Linked DNA regions of Sus scrofa: region 1 is linked to region 2. Evidence: chromatin contacts called from public promoter capture Hi-C data. All regions are on one chromosome and are shown on one strand. The core of a region is the stretch at or near the end of the contact, and the rest is flanking DNA. Distances in the headings are between cores, read along the strand shown. Region 1 holds the start of MBL1 (mannan-binding lectin (A)). Region 2 holds the start of ANXA11 (annexin A11).

The links. Promoter capture Hi-C pulls out the DNA fragments that hold promoters and counts their contacts.
Region 1: a promoter capture Hi-C map of liver shows a contact between it and region 2, with 4 times the contacts expected there. The contact joins the promoter of MBL1 here to the promoter of ANXA11 in region 2. A contact is called at or near these places in 1 of 5 promoter capture datasets (liver) and 1 of 47 Hi-C or Micro-C datasets (liver).

What each region holds. Positions count from the first base shown.
Region 1 is chr14:82,083,709-82,087,972 of Sscrofa11.1, reverse strand. MBL1 (mannan-binding lectin (A)) reads left to right here and starts at 2,799. Exons shown (of 5, transcript NM_001007194.3): 1 at 2,799-2,831; 2 at 4,245-4,264. The coding sequence starts at 4,254.
Region 2 is chr14:81,832,861-81,837,136 of Sscrofa11.1, reverse strand. It overlaps ANXA11 (annexin A11), which reads right to left and starts at 1,932. Exons shown (of 15, transcript XM_001924178.6): 1 at 1,664-1,932.

The sequences.
Region 1 (4,264 bases), core at 1,550-4,049, 250 kb before region 2:
CTTGTTTATTATTCCTTATTTATACTTTTTCTTTTTTTTTTTTCTTTTTATTGTCACACCTGCAGCATATGGAAGTTTCTGGCCTAGGGGTCAAATTGGAGCTGCAGGCCTACACCGCAGTCACAGCAATGATGAATCCTTAACCTACTGAGTGAAGCCAGGCATTGAACCTGCATCCTCATGAATAATATATCAGGTTCTTAACCTGGTGAGCCACAACAGTAACTCAATATACTGTCCTTTTAAAACTATCAACTTATCTATTGTGTAGAGATGGTAGGCCCTGGAGGCCTATTTTTAAGTCTTATATCAGTCATTTTTCACTCTACTTACTCCTTGCTCTGAGGTAGTTTTTACAAAATGAACTCAAATTTACCTGATCTCCATCTGAGAAAATCCTGAGGTGCCTGGGTTAAGGGTAAGATCCTCCATTGCTTTTGCAACCCCATGGTCCACTAGGCTGTAATGAGCTGGGACACTAGAAAAAAAAAAAACCAATTTTTCATCCTGGCATAAAGGGCAAAATTCAATAATAATAGTAATCATAGCAAAGTAATACTAATAAGCATAAATTCAAACCCCAGATCTATGAGAGGACAGAATTAGGGAAATATCTTCTCGAGGGAGGGTCTTTTTTCCCACCAGAGTCAAGTACTTTTTTTTTTTTTTGCTTTTTAGGGCCCTGCCTGAGGCATATGCAAGTTCCCAGGCTAGGGGTTGAATCAGAGCTTCAGCTGCTGGCCTATACCACAGCCACAGCAAGTTGGGATCCAAGCTGCATCTGCAACCTATACCACAGCTCACAGCAATGCTGGATCCCCAACCCACTGAGCAAGGCCAGGAATTGAACCTGCATCCTCATGGATACTAGTCAGATATGTTTCCTTTGTACCACAGTGAACTCCTAGAATCAAGTACTTCTTATTGTCCCTTTGCTCACAGTGCACACCCCTCCTTCCTCTGTTCTATACTCTCCCTTCTTCCAAAGCCACCCTTCCTCTAAGTCTGTGGGATATATAGGGTCCTGGTTTTATGCGCATTCCTCAGTTCCAGATTTCCACCTTTCTGGAAGATCTGCTCATTTGCCATTATGGTTTGAGTGTTCTTTGTCTTCTGAGCCTATGGGCCTTTCAAGTTGTATGGACGGCATCAGGAAACAGCCCTGAGAGGGGTCTTCTTTGCAATGGGCCCCTCTCAGTGCCTGGCAGGTTCCTTTATAACAGGAATCTGGGAGGCTTGCCAAACAGGGTATGGTGACTTGAGTACCCAAGGGCTGATGACCCTTGAGGAGCCGAAACCCCAATCATAAGGCAGAGTAAAGGGAAGTTGCCCCACCCCTGCTTCCCACCAGGGAAAAAGCAAACCTCTAGAGTTGTTTGGTGAGACTAAGTGTTTCAAAGAATGGGTGTAAGTTTTGGGAAGGCAGGAACCAAAAGTTACCTCAGGAACTTGAAAAAGGCCACTTCATTGGAATCTGGAGATAAGGACCAGACACCCCTGGAAACTCAGGCCTGGAGGAGCCATGGGCTGATCTGGTATCTGCCCCACTCACGGTCTCTGCTTCTCTCCTTACTCTCTCAAGGGATCCTCCTGGTGCGCCCAGGTTGGGTTGTACCCTGGAGACAAGGAAGTGAATCAAATGCATCGCCTGTGCTAGAAAAGTAAAAGCACTGTGAAAGAGGGTGTTGAAAGTAGCTCAAGCTGGAGGGAAGTCAAGGTGGTTTGGGGACATGATGCTGGAGGATTCCTTTGTTCCATAATTTTTTTTCTTTTTTCTTTTCTTTTTTTTTTTTTTTTTTTTTTTTTGAGCCCTGATTTCATTTCCAAGCCCTCTTCTAGGTGGGATGTTATATCCCTGTTCTGGTAAAGTTGCTGAAATTCTTGTCTTTTTTTTTTTTTTTTTTTTTTTTAATGGCTGCATTTGCAGTATGTGGAAGTTCCCAGGCCAGGGACTGAATCCAAGCTGCAGTAAACCTACGCTGTACCCGTGGCAATGCTGGATCCTTTAATCCACTGCACTGGGCCTCTGTAGCAACCTAAACCACTAGTCACTTAACCTACCATGCCACAGCAGGAACTCCTGGAGTCCCTATTCTGAAGGAGTGGGATGGTCAATAAATATGTGACCAAAGACATAAGACAATTTTACATAGGGGTGAATCATAGGCAGCTAAAAAAAAAACAGCATTATAATTTTGTGATAGAGTAGTTAGGGAAAGCCCTTTCTCCAGAAGTGATATTTAAGCTGAAATCTCAATGACAACAATTATGCAAAGAAGGAGGGACATGTCCTCACCTGATACAGCGGTGTGTCCCTGTAAGTGTGGGTGTGTCCCTGTACGTGTATGTGTGTGCACGTGTGCATGCACGCACACGAGCATATGTTTGTTCAGTAGGATGTCCGTGCACATCTCTTCAGAAAATAAACATTCTTTGGAAAGAACTATCTTCTGTGATTCTGAACTGTGATCTGAAACTCTACAATTCTGGAGGGTCAGAGAGTCGAGAGGCAGAGTCAGGAGCCATTGAAGGAGGAGTTTGGGGGCTCACAGTAGAGAGCTGCCCAGTGCTAAGCTGGAGACCCCACCAGCAGCCCTGGAGAACTGCCCAGGATGGTTGTTTATTAATCTGGGGTTGAAGACCAGTCCAGCAGGCTCCCTGGTCACCAGATTAATTGGGGCTGACATTGCCGAGACATCTGCCAGAAGCCTAGGCTGGAGGACCAACTTCCTTGCCATAGCTTCCATGCTCTGAGGAGGCCCTCATAAGTCATCTCTGAAGGACAGAGGTGCAGCCCTGGGTCAGGAGTCTGGCTACTTGACTTGATCCCGGTGAGTCCCAGGCAGGGGCTGCGGTGGGGTTGTCAGGCCCACTGAGGGCCTCTGTCTCCCTCTGACCTGTGGCCTTGAACCTTTCCTGGATCCACCTGTCCATCTGCAAACTGAAACATAGCCTTTTCAACCAAAGGGAAGAATGAAGTGGGGGTGTATATGCCAGCAACATGTTTAGCCCTGGCTTTGGACTCCAGCAAAATCAAGGGAGGTTAAAAAAGACAGAAATAGGAAAGAAGGAGAACAATATGATCAAAAAATTTCCCTTCTAACTTGCTGCTTCTCCCTGAGTCCTGGGAAGGGAAGGGTTAAAGGAGATGACAGGCCAGGGTAGGCAGAGGCAGATATAGTCCTTATGCAGCAAGGTCAGAGATGCTGGGATTAGAGGCCAGAGAGGAGCAGAGGGAGAGGCCCTTGGGGGCTGGGCTGCAAAGGCTTCCTGGAAGGGGGCCCTCTTGAGCAAACTAGATGGGATTCTGATGACCGGATGGGAGCACAGGGCTGGAGAGGCAACTGGGAAGCACATAGAGAACCTTCCAGGAGAAGAAGAATGAGATGACCCTGCCAGGCCCTGGGTGAACAAGTGTTAGAGCCTGGGTTCTGGCTGGAAAAAAATGGCCTCTCGGTGGAAAACTTCAAAGGAAGGAGGCAAATCTAAGACTCAACTAGCCAGGATCTATGACCACAGAAGATCCCATTCCCAGGGTCAGAGCCATACCTCCAGGCACTCTGGGTTCTGAGTCCCAGCAAATGCTTATCACATGGTAGAGACTTTATTAGACAAGTTGATTGACAGACTGTTGGAGTAAAGGCCGTGGTTTGGAGGGTAGTTGGGGCCCTGGAGTGTAAAATGGATTTTTATGTGAAATTATACAATGGATGTTATAAAACAGTTCCCACCAAGAAATGGGCCTTGTGGGACCTTGGGTCACTTGCTATAATTTGTCTGGCTTTAGGGTCCATAGGAAGGGGAGGAGAGGGAAATTTAGGCTCCCTTGGATTTCAATAAAGGGAGTTGAGAAAAAGAGCAGCCAAAGCTCACACAAGCATGAGTTCTCTTTGCCAGGCCATCAGGCACAGGGCTTGTTTGTCACTTCCAGACACTGTGAGCTCTTGTGCATGGGGCTGCCTAACCCACTAAGTCTTGTACCCACAGAGCCTGAGAGCCCCAGAGAAAATGGGCCCCTATTATATGACTCTGGCATCTATATTTTTTTCAGTGCTGATCTAACTCTAATACATTTTACCTGTCCGTCTCCTTAGTAGCCTGGCAGTGACTCAGAGCCAAGGGTTGTGATCGTCCCCTCTGTGTCGGCTGCCCTGAGCACAGGGTCCAACACATCAGAGATGGTAGCAAATATTGACTAAGCAAAGTGGGATGGATTTATTTTCTTTGACTTTCTCCACTCTAAGGTAAGGACCATGCTCCTGTT
Region 2 (4,276 bases), core at 683-3,182:
CCTGGATGGTCCCTAGGAGGGTGGTGAATAATGGGCAGAAATGGGGGAAGGAGGGTAGAACAGCATGAGCTAAGACAGAAGAGGTCAGAAGGAGCAATTCAACTGTTAGACCTTCAGCTGCATAGAGGGAGTGGTAGCTATTATTACTATATTACTATTGTTGACTCTTACAGATGATTACTTATGTGCCAGGCTCCACTGCAAGCTTTATGTCTAATCTGGGTGACATCCACCTGGGACACACAGGTATGGTGCACCAGTCACCACCTGTTCAGATCAATGCCTGAGCTATATGGTTGTTAAAAATATTAAATCATTTTAATCCTCACAATGGCCTTGTAGGTAGGTATTATTACCCCCACTTTAAGGAAACCAAGGCACAGAGACTAACGAGAGGTGAGACTCAGGAGGGATGCAGGAGGTAGTAAGCACCCCACGCCAGGGCAACAAACTGCCCTGGCGCTTCACCTGGCCTGGCCTATCTTGTTAGGAACACCTTGTAGCATGGAGAGTGCCTTGAGGGAAGGGGCCCTGTTAATCCTACTGGAATCCCCAACAGCTGACTGAAACAAGGAAGGAACAAAGGAGCATAATGAGAGCCAGTTAGGAGTGAGCAAGATAATACAGCCCACCTGTCCAGCTCCTGGACTCAGCCTGGCACTGCCTGAAAGCTTTGTTCCTGCTGTGTGGGCAGGGCAGAGGCTCACCCCACCCAGCGCCACTCCATGCCCAGGTTAAAGCAGCAGAGAGCAAAGTGAAGAAGGCACGGAGGGTAGGCAGAGTGGCTGGCTACCACAGACACCCTGGGTCTGTCCTAAAACACCCAGCCTCTAAAGAAAGGTCACACTGACTAGAGGGGGCAGGGACAGAAATGTGCCAGGCAGACTGTTCTCAGCTTGGGCTCAAACTGGCTGACTTAGCTTCTCCTCTTCAAAGTCTCAAGCTGATGAATTTCATAACCCTCATTTATGCCAACAGACGCGTATTTACCTTTTTAAAACTTCAGGAGGCTGGGTTGAGCCCAAAGGGAGTTAAAGTCAAGAATCCCTCCCTGAAACTTCAGCTCAAGGTTGGAGATGGAGGAAAGACAGATAGAGAAGGTAAACACACAGGTCAGCAGAGCACCTGAGATGGATCCGGCGTTCTCTCAAAACGCCTTACAAATCAATTCCAACACTAGCAGCTCCCAGGTATTTCCGTCTTCCGGAGGAAAGGTGCTTAAGACAGCGTCCTCCACTAGCTCTCCTCAGGACAAGCCTTTCCCGGAAGGGTACACACACTCTAGAGAATTCAGCGGGGTCAGAGGGGCCATGGCCACCGTCCATGCCCACACCAGCCAGTCGCCTTCTTGTCACGGGTTCACCCGGTCCCAAGCCGGCCCAAATTCGGCTTGAACCCCTGACACCGGCACAGCAGCACAATCACGTGGCCCACCCACCCGACAAGGAAGGCAACCCCCCGCCCCCTCGCCGTCGACGCAGCCGGTCGGGACCAGCCCGACACCCGCCCCTTTCCCTCCCCCCCCCCAAACGCTGTGCAACCAGGAAGCGACGGGGCCGCGATGGGAAGGGGCGCGGGACAGTTGGGGGCCTTCCGGTAGAGGCCGCAGCGCCTGGCCAACGCCCCGTCCCGTGCCCTCGGCAGTCAAAGAACCCTCACTCACCTGGCCACTGGCCACCGGGGTAGGGGAGGCCGCGACGGTCGAACAGGAACACGGGCAGCAGCGACTTTCTCCACGGGCGTCCCGGAGTAGCACCTCGGATTGGCCTCGAGTTCTGTCCCACTACCGCTCTTTGGGCTTTCGGGGTTCTCGGGGCTCTCGGGACCCGCGGGCTCCGCAGCCGTCAGGGCGGGGCGGGAGGAGGAGCCTGCGAGGCGGAAAACTCCTAGGGCTCGGGGTCCTAATCCGCCCGGGGCGGAGCCGCGTGCGCCAGGGGAGGGGCGGGAGGAGGCGGTGCCGAGGGGCGTGGTCTGCCCCCAGCTCCCGCCCCCAGGTGAGAAGACGTTCGGGGTCAGCTGGCTGTAAGCTGCCTCTGCGAGGAAGGAAGCTACAGGCCTTCCGCCGCTGCGGGAGGAGTACTCAGCGGTCGCCCAGAGGTCGACATGATGCTGTTTCTCTCCACGCCTCTTGAGGTCCGTCCTGCCCTGCGTCTCACTCTCGAGGAGCGGATTCCCCAAGCCCCCTCCAGCCCAGAGTACCTTCCTTAGTGACTCTTTTAAAGTAAAGAACACAACAGTATGGAAATTGGAGTGGGAGAGTAGCTTTGTAGAGGAGAAACCGCGACCAACTACTAAAGCCAGACAATCAAGGTCAGCATCAAGAATGATAAATCAATAGTGATGGTATGAACCTATCGTGGTCTTCCTGCCAAGAATACATAATCCCATGTTAATCATGAGAAAAACATGAGACAAATCCCAGTTCTGGGATACTTTACGAAATACTGGACCAGTACTACTTAAAATTGTCAAGGTCATCAAAACCAGGGAAAAGTCTGAGACACACATGGTCACAGGCAGGAGTAAGCCTGAGGAGATTATGAAAACTAAATGTAATATGGTATCCTGGATGGGATCCTGGAAAAAGGACATTAGATTTAAATACTAAGAAAATCTGAGTGAAGTTAATAATACTGCATCAGTATTGACTCGCTCATTGTAGCAAAACACCAAGCCAACAGAAAATGTTAATAGAAAAAAAAAGGTGTTTATGAGAACCTTCTATTTGAAATTTTTCTGTAGATTTAAAACAATTCTAAATTTATTTTTAAAAAGGGTCATGCACGCATGCGATTTGTGAATATTTTTATTTTTATTTAACAAATGTTTATAATATATATTACATAAACATTTAAATATTTTTAAAAACCTGAGATTCACTCTTCACTCCCCCAGCCCAACTTAGGCGTGCCTTTCCTATATCACATAGATATACTTTTTACAAAACGGTGTTGCTGTATTTTTCTGCGACGTGCTTTTTAACTCAATATCTTGGAGGTCCTTTTCATGGAAGCGCAGCTAGATCAACCTGGTTCTTATTTAATCAGTACACAACATGCGCGATCTCGCGTGTAGCCATTGTTTAATACTTAGCTCCTTAGGAAGGTAGTTGCTTTTGGGGGGCTGTTAAAAAAAAAAAAAAAAAAAAAAAAAAAAAGAGCTGCTGGTCCGATTTACATTGTAATAGTGCTAGGAGTGGGGCTGGGCTGGGCGGGGCGGCAGGGTACCAGGCTGGGGGTGGGTGTTGGGCGCAAGGCGCGCACTCTTGCAGGATTCAATCAAGCCCTGCTACCCTGGGGATCCAGGCAACACCCCCACCTCCCCCAAGGCGTGGCCCTTTTTCGCGGCTGGACTGCATTTTTTGGAGATGATTGGTCGGATAAGGGTGAAATTCTGGCCAAAGGCTCGGAGGAAACAGAGTGGAGGGTCAGAGACACAAGGAGACTCTCCCCGGGTTATATTTCTGGTATGGGAGCCCGCAGCGGCGCAGGAGCGGTGACGACCCTTGCATCGGACCAGCGGCGTTCGGAGGGGGCTTCTGTTTCCCGGCACTTTCTCTGGGCTGGGGGCTTCGTTTGGAAAGGTCATCCGGCGTCCACCCAACGACACCCTCTGCCCGCGCCTCCTGTTCCTTGTTTCCTGGCGGCCGCACAGCCGCGCTTCTTTGAATGGCTCATTTTTCTCGTGGCCGAGCAAATGATTCTTTAAATACCACGTTAACAAATAATAAACAAATCCTTTAGGGTGGAATTACTTCTAAATGTAGCACAAACTTTTCCTGCTTCAGAACTGAACTCCTCCAGGCTAGAATGGTGAATAGCTACTACCACTGGGCTTTTATATGACTTGGTGAGAGCATCACGTGGGGGAAAACTCTAGATTTGGTGTTCAAACATCTGGGTTCTAGTACCCATTCTGACACTTGAAAGCGATGCATTTCTCAAGCCTTGGTTTTCTCGCCTGTAAAATTTTCAAAATGACCAGTAGAAATCTGTAAAGTAACCTCTTCATTGTTGCTCAGGGTCAGTGTAAACATCCTATAAAGGAAGGGAAAGTAAGCGCCTTGTAAAAAGGTCAGGTGCTGTAAAGCTCTGAGTAGTACATAATCTACTTAACAATCTTTCATAATTACTGATAATGTTTCTTACATTGCTTCATTCAACTGACAATGGTTGCATACAGTCAATGTAACCCAGCCAACCGGACTGGCCCTGTGCTAGGTGCCAAGAAAGAAAGTACAAGAGAATACCCCCTTGCTCTAAACACAGCTCTTCTC